Linked DNA regions of Mus musculus: region 2 is linked to region 1. Evidence: chromatin contacts called from public Hi-C data. All regions are on one chromosome and are shown on one strand. Each heading gives the region's core, a stretch centred on a gene start, on an enhancer-like site or on the middle of the called end of the contact. The rest is flanking DNA. Distances are from core to core; before and after follow the strand shown. Region 1 has its middle 220 kb from the start of Tent5a. Region 2 has its middle 33 kb from the start of Tent5a.

Evidence for each region. A called contact is a pair of places that touch in the nucleus more often than the background predicts.
Region 2: a Hi-C map of Th2 cells shows a contact between it and region 1, with 2.0 times the contacts expected there. The contact joins two enhancer-like sites. A contact is called at or near these places in 2 of 484 Hi-C or Micro-C datasets (both in Th2 cells) and 1 of 9 other capture datasets (adipose tissue).

Annotation. Positions count from the first base shown.
Region 1 is chr9:85,105,987-85,110,054 of GRCm38.p6, forward strand. No RefSeq gene overlaps it. Among named protein-coding and RNA genes, the nearest start is that of Tent5a, 220 kb to the right of the region's middle. Within about 2 kb of position 1,530, at least 7 of the 459 cell types and tissues checked have an H3K27ac peak or open chromatin away from gene starts, as enhancers often do. A contact at or near this core is called in Th2 cells, where this site is marked.
Region 2 is chr9:85,292,489-85,296,558 of GRCm38.p6, forward strand. No RefSeq gene overlaps it. Among named protein-coding and RNA genes, the nearest start is that of Tent5a, 33 kb to the right of the region's middle. Within about 2 kb of position 2,208, at least 4 of the 459 cell types and tissues checked have an H3K27ac peak or open chromatin away from gene starts, as enhancers often do. A contact at or near this core is called in Th2 cells, where this site is marked.

The DNA.
Region 1 (4,068 bases), core at 280-2,779:
CAATGGGTCAATGGAATAGAATATTAATTACCAAGCTCAGCACATGAATGTCCAACTGGTTTTCAGACAGTGTGAATTGAATAGTATGTGGGGGCTGGGGGATGGGATCTATCGTTTTAATCAGTGGTGCTGTAACAATTAAGAGTTGTGGGAAAAGGAAATAAACATTCTCTCCAGACTCCAGCTAAAAAATGGGCCATGCTGGAAGTCAACATAGAACCACTACAAATGAGGAAAGCTGTTTAAAACAGCATAACTTCTCCTTCGGCACAATGTGAACCTCACTGAACCAAAACCCAGAGAAGACACGTGGGGCTCAAAGTACAGCAGTCTGGCGATGCAGGAACTAGCTAGAGGAAGGAACAGATGAAGAGCTACCAAACATCTACTGCACCATGATTTTTGCCTCTTTCCTTCCTGAAAGCTTTTAGCCAATTCCTATACTACTTATGATTTTTCTAGAAATCTTACAATGACTCAAAACTGGTAGGTTGCAATGGTAAGTGTGATAAATTAGTACAAGTCATTATTTACCACTCGATGTAGTGAGTGCATGGTCATCAGAAACACACAGCGATCACGCTCCCCACCTCCCCCACCATAAATGGCTCAGCTTTCCTACATCAAGGTTCAGCCCACTTCCTATTCCCTCCTCAGGCCCAAAGTCACATGGTGCCAACAGCTGCTCTGTTTCATGCTTAAACTGACAGTTGAATTTCAGGACTGGGTGATATCACTTTTGCTGGCAAAAATGAAGAAGGTTCACAGAGCTCTTTACTCCTTGGGCTAGAAACTTTATAAGACATATGACATAGATCCACCCATCATTTCCAAGCTACTTGTAAATTAAACAATGTCACATCTGTTTGGAGTTAAAAATGGTTCCTTCCATAGCTTTCCATTCCATCTTCATCTCCCCCGTCCTTATAAATAATGTACATGAGACCAACTAAATCACAATTAAATTGAGATAATACTCATACGATGTTTCCTTTGGTAAAAAAATATACTTTCTATATGTGTCATTTTTTATAGAAAGCACTCATTCTATGTGATATGGGAAATTACTTTTATGTATAAAACTTTACATGACTGAACAATAAACGTCAATAATAGAGAGTGAATTTGCATCATACAGACATTTTTATGACCTACTAGAGAACAGAAAAGATTATGTACCTTCTCCTTGTATTATTATCATATGTATTACTTTATAATATGAGGTCAAGGGATTAGCAAATGAAGAGACTGGTAAACAACATAAAACTAGAAGACAAAGTGAAGTGTAAGAGGAAATTTATAAAATGAAGTCCAGAGTGTAGACATTGATGGATGGAACCAGAAAAGGTGGCTTTAGCAATCTAGAAAAGGAACCATGTACTCACAAAGAGACCACTAGACAGTTGAGGTTGGATGAATAAATTGGACTTCAGTAGGACCATAAAAACCTCAGTGAGAAGGTAGTCTAAGGATGTTTCCTGTTTTCTCTAAACTATAAATATTTCTCTGAAGCTCATACAATAGAGCTTCCAAAAACTCTCGGTGCTTATATCTAGAATGACTAAGAGGGGTTTTTGCTTACACAGACTCTGTCTGCACATTCAGAGAATCAATGTGGGCTTGTCTGAGTACTTAGGAGACAGAAACCTTTCTTCTCCGTGCTGGTATATGACAGTTTCAATTGTGTAAAGTACACCTATGTGTCAAAAACTTAATCTGTAGGGCAATAAAGTCAGGAAGTGTGTTCTCATGGGATGTATTCAGTCTATGGGAGATCTGCCTTAAGGATGGATTTGGGTCAGTTACAAATGAGCGTGCTAATGGAGCTGATTATCTCATACCCTGGCATTCCATTTGGCACATCATATCACTGAGGTCTTGGTTTGATATGAATCTCTCAATGTGTGCCTTTTCAACTGTCAGAACTCTATGGCTAATAAATTCCATTTCCTTGTATATTGTCTAATCACTGGTATAACATAGGCTTAGACAGTCTCTCTTAATAAGCAAAGCAACAAGTATTCACCTTGCAGATCAAATTCACTATCACACAGTAGGGAGGTCTATTCTGTGCCATGGACAACCAGTATAGTAAAATGAAACACTTACAGATATCCCAATACTACACCTAGGTGTAAATACTGAGAAACATGGAAAGCTAAGAATTTTTGTACATGTACGATATCAATACCAATGATGCTGCAGCAGAAAAAAAATACAAGCTCAAGGTCTCAAAAACCTGCAAAGTCATAAAATGATGTATTTTACTTGCCCATGGGGAAAAAAAACAGTTCAGAAGCCAGAACTGTGTTTCCTTATTCATATCAAGATTTACATGGTCCTGGTGGGAGAGGGTGTTCATTTATGTGTGTATGTGGGTGATCAAGTTAGATGTTGAGGACTGAAGAATATATTTAGAAATTTGGAAAGATAGTACAGGGAGTTTCAATTCATATTTTCTCTACTAATCACCTCTTACAAGCCATAGTTCCTTTGTTGAACATTGCTACACTCTATTAACTAAACTAGCATTGGTGTTCAGATTCTACCAGTTTTTCCTAATGCTTCTTTTTAATTCCGGGGTCAAGATCAGAATACTGCACAGAGTCAGGACGCCTGCTCTAGACTTCTCAACTTGTGTGATGTTTTCTCAATCTTCATTTGCAATGACTCTGGGAGTTTTAAGGAGAAATACTCAGTACTTTATAGAATCTCACTCAGTTGGAGCAATGTTTGGATGATGTTTGCCAAGTAATTAGACCAAGGGTACGGACTTCAGGGAAGGATCGCGCATGGGCTTGCCAACATTCTTATCATATGTCGCTTAGTGCATAATGCAAATGTGCATCCTGGCAGAAGATACTACCTTTATCAGTTAAGAAGATTCCTTGACAGCTTTACAAAATATTCTTTCCCTCCTATATTGGTTCAATATTAGTTATGAAGCCCAGCCCACATTCAAGGGATCTAGGATTTATTTTAGTGTGACTGTTCTACTTATTGGCAAAGTACAGTTTGGAACATTCAACATAAAGATGCATTTTATTCTAAATGTAGATCTATTGTTTTATAAAGGTTCATTTCACCACAAACACCCTGTATTACATACTGACTACTTTCTCCTTTTGTATATCTAGTGTAGGATAATGTAAGCATTGGTGAGAGGTAAGGAAGAATTAAGAATTATGTGTAAATATATGGAGAAAAACACTGGAAGAGAAAACCAGCAATGAATATTTAAAATCGCACTCAAGACACTAGGAATTTATCTTCAACCAAGTAACATAATTACAGTTTTAGAGCAAGAGCGTGCTTTCCACTGTTCCTATTTTTAATGACAGATGCAGCAGCTAAAGTTTTCAAACCCAAGCAGGCAAACTGTACTTGCTTGAGCTCAAAAGCTATGCTCTCTTGGATCTTAGTCCTTCTAACTCAGCTACATGAACTCTGACCACAGTTATGAAAGCGATCTTGTAAAAATTCTCAGTGCTGGAAAGTAACTATTTGCTTAAAAGAGTGTCCTCTTCCTTGACTTTTCAAAATAGTGTCCATGCTCTTTCCCAACATTGTCTAAGAGTTTGGGTGTTATTCTTCAGGTAATGATTTGTGTTACAGTTCTGAGACTGTTGGAAAAGGTCTTTCTTCAACAAGGGTTCTACAGATGTGAGACATTCTCCCCCACATGCAGCATTCAGAGGGAGGCACTTGGAGTATGAAGTAAGAGTCTTTACTTTATTGGCTCCCTGTGGGTTATTTGGTTTCTTGGCAGGCATATTTTGCATGTTGAATATTTCCCATGAATACTTTCTTTTTTTGTTTAGTGTTTTGTGGCCTCCAGTTCTAGTAGGTAACCAATAAATTAAGCAAAGCAAATTTAATATCCCGTTCTTCATGCTTTGGTTATACACCTTTAAGATAGAAATATTTGGAGCCTAAATTTTCTACCTAATTGACTAAATTCTAAATTTTTGTTTTGCTTCTTATAAACCCTCAACGAGTTTGTGATTTCCTTTGAGGGTAGGGATTATCCTGTTTATTTACTCCCACAAGGCTCCATACAGCACTGAG
Region 2 (4,070 bases), core at 958-3,457, 190 kb after region 1:
TTCCAGCTTTGTGAAGGAAACTATCAATAATAAGCTTATATCCTCTTCTCTCCACTGTGGCTTATGCTGGCAGTGAACATGCTAACCAATATTTATTATGTTTTTGTAATTTACTAGTTTCCGTGTTGTGACCCAAAGATCTCCCTCTGCTATGAGGCACGAGTTCTACACAAAAAGTCATATACCATTCTCCCAGGCAGCACCCACGTGATGGAGGATTATTGCTTACTTCCAGTTTTATCTGACTCTTATCTGAAGAAATGTCCAAAATGATTGATAATTTAACATTAAAAAATTTTGCATTTTTTTCTTCTTTTAACTCAAGGGTCTAAAGTTTCCCAAGAGGTTTTTTTGTTTGTTTGTTTGTTTGTTGTTTTTTTTTGTTTTGTTTTGTTTTTTTCCCTGTCTCACAGCTGCCCTGTGGAACAGGTTTCACTGCTCAGTTGTAACAACACACCTTCATGGTATTTTGCTTCCCCTTTTGTTGTAAGACAGATGCTAAGGCTTTCTTTGTCCATGAAGAAGTTGATAAAAATCCTGTTGAGGGCTGTGTTCCTCCTGAAGCGGGGGACTCTTTAAGGAGCTTAGTATTTCAAATGCCTCAAACAAGCAGATAGTCCTCTTCCTGAGAGTTTGCTAATAAGTATGGATTAGTATTGCTATACTGGCTGGAAGGAGCCAATAAGACTGTATTTAAGACTAAGAAAAATGAAATCTGAGTATTTACAGAGGTGAATTCAAGATTTCGCATGCCTTTAATCCCAGCACTTGGGAGGCAGAGGCAGGCGAATTTCTGAGTTCCAGGACAGCCTGGTCTACAGAGTGAGTTCCAGGACAGCCAGGGCTACACAGAGAAACCCTGTCTCGAAAAAAAAAAAACAAAAAACAAAAAACAAAAAACAAAAAACAAAAAACAAAAAACAAAAAACAAAAAACAAAAAAAAAACAAAAACAAAAACCAAAAACCAAAAACCAAAAAACAAAAATTTGTTCATCTCCAAACCAGTGGGAGTGTCTCTCTTTGGAAGTTTCTACCCTGTGCATATTCAAACTGTCTATAGAATGAGGCTTTTTGAACTCCATCTTATGGACAGGATTCTTATATCACAGGGTTCTTGAAAATACTTTAATCTGTAGGCACACTAAATTTACCAAGACTATAGATGGCAAGCTATATAGGATTGTGATTTTTCTGAATAATGAAATTGTTCATTTAAACAAAACACACATATCACTCTGGTATTCTGTGTAAGTCTAAACAATAATTGTTTGAAAGTGAATAGTTGGGGGTATTTAGCAATCACATATAATTATGGATGATTATGCTTATAGATGACAAAACTGTGCGGACAAATGACTAAGAACCAGAAGCTTGTGTTTCCACAGGTGAGTCAAACCATCAGTTTATGAGGATTTTACTTCTAAGAAAATTTACTAAGGCTTTTACTAGGGATTTTACTTCCACGTAAATGGCATTTTGAAGTATACTACAGAGGAAGTTAACATGAGTCAGTCCCTCATGAACTCTTAAATCTTGAAGGAACCATTTGATTTCTCTAGACATAGTTTTCTCTACCTGGAAAAAGAGAGCAATACCTAATTCATAGGATTATTATAGAAATTAAATGATGCTAAAGTGGATAGTTTTGTCGAACGGCCATTCATTAAATATTCTTTCTAACTCTTTTCTGTGTTCTGTCCTTTTCTAAAGAGCAAAACTGAAAACAAAAACTACCTCTACTTTGGCTTAGATATGAAGAGGATTACGGCACTTTTTAAATATATAACTCATAAGATCTTGGGCCTTTTCTCACTTGACTGAGGTATGGAAACCGAGGCTGAAGAAAAATGTGAATCCTTATGTAAGTGTTGCAGGGTTCAAGTACCAGAAAGTACACTTAAGCCTGTCATCATCTCCATCACCAACCTGCAGCGATGTCTCTGCCCACTGGACTAACTTACAGACACCTGCTACTTCTCACACTCAGCTTCAGCCTTTTGACCTCGCTTCTCATGCTAGCTACTTCAGTCCACTTTTAAGGTCTACATCGTAGTCAAATTTCCCTCTTAAAATTGATTCGTCTGTCTTGGATTTCTCTACTCTGAAACTGACACTAATCTTCCCCTTGGATCTCCCACTCCACCTCAGTCCTTCTCAAGAAAGTTACAAGTGGCTGTTGCTTTGCCAAATCCAGAGATGATTCAAATCATCGTGATCAAGGTAACATTTGACTCAGCTCACCTGTCCCCTGTTGCAGTAACATCTTCCGGTGACTGCTAGAAGACCCACAGCAATGGCAGCTTTTCATTAGCCCAGCAGCTGGCTTTTTTAGCTCCTGAGGTCACTTAATATCAGTTCCTTAAACATTTCCAAGTTCCAAAATTCTCCCCTCAATCTAGTGTGCAGCACCTTCCACTGGAAACCCCATTCAACCATGGCATTAAATACTTTGATGGGGCTTGTAATTCCAAATGTGAAATCCCTCCCCTGAACTGCAGGCCTTTATATCCTATGTTGTCTCTTCTCATTTGTAGAATCTTCGCTTAGATGACTAAGCGTCTGACTTAATTCACCAAAATTCTACCTCCTATTGTAAACCGGAAACTTGAGCCACTTGTTCATCCCCTCTGAGGAGATGGCAGCTTCAGTCACACTGTTGTGAACACTCAGTCATTCTTGAATTCTCTTATCTCACTCCTCACATCCACTCCATCACCAAGTTCTGTTGGGTCTACCTTGGAGGACTGTCAAGAGTCTGGCCACTCTCTTCACTGCCACCATGCTGTGTCTAGGTATTATCATAACACTCTTGGTTTATCATAAGTGTGTTCCTTAATGGTTTTCTTGCTTCTCTGAACTAGATGATCCAGAACACACAGAAAGGCTTCTGAAATGACATTGGCTCAAAAAGTTTTATAAACTTTCTATAAAGATTAAAGTCTTTCGAAATGCCTTGAGTGGAGGCTGTCTTCCCCTTGCAGCTCATACTCTCTGTCTTCCTTGGCTTGATTTTTGCTACATATCATTATATAAATCATGTGTTTATTTGCTCACACACAAATACACACACACACACATGCACACATCCAGTGAGGGAAGAACTGTTAGTCTTTTCAATTTTTTTTCAGTTCATCAGTATAGACTTTATGAAAAGAAAAATAGAAAAAAAAAGAAAGAAAATGCAAAACAATATCTGGAATGCACCAGGAGTCCAGCAAATGTGTATGCAATTAATAAATAGATGGCTGAACTTTTGGTTAAAGAACTATATACATTTGCATGCTTGACATTCTTTGTCATATATTAAATTTTTAGTATCTCATCTTAAGTAAAATTAGTATGATCCAAAACAAAAATGATACTATCATAAATTGCTTCACCTTTCTATTTTCTTTAAAGATTTATTTATTTTATATTGAATTGTGTGTATGTTGTGTGCTCACATGTGCACATAAGTGCAGGTGCTCTTGGAGACCCAAAGACATTGTGTCCCTGAAACTGGAATTTTAGGAGGTAGTTATGAGCCACCACACATAAACGGGTAGGAACTGGTCTTCTGCAAGAGCAGTGTATACTCTTACCAATGAGCCATCTCTCCAGTCCCTCACCTTAGTTCATACAAAAATATTTTATCACAGTAAATGAGTTAAACTCCCAGTGTTCTCCCAGAGAGGACAACAAAACCACAGAGCATAGGAGGGACCAGAACTGAGTTTTCTGTGTGGCCCTAAGAATTATAAATCTATTCTTTTCCTTTCCCAGTCTTCTTCAGAATGCCCCAGTCCTTACCAGCCTGCCAGACCTTCTAATCTCTGACATTCTTTTTCCTTGAAGGTTTCATAGGTCATTGTTAATATTCCTCCAATGGAGTGAGCCTGTATCATCAGCTCATTGGGTAAGTAAACAGTAACATTAACATTAATATAGCCACCTAATCCTCACCAAGCATTTGTGCCAAGCACACAAATGTCATTGAACATTCACAAGATACCCAAAAGGAGGAAACACCATCAACCTGATTTTACAGAAAAGGAACTCTGATGCTTAGGCAAGGTCAAATAACTTATCA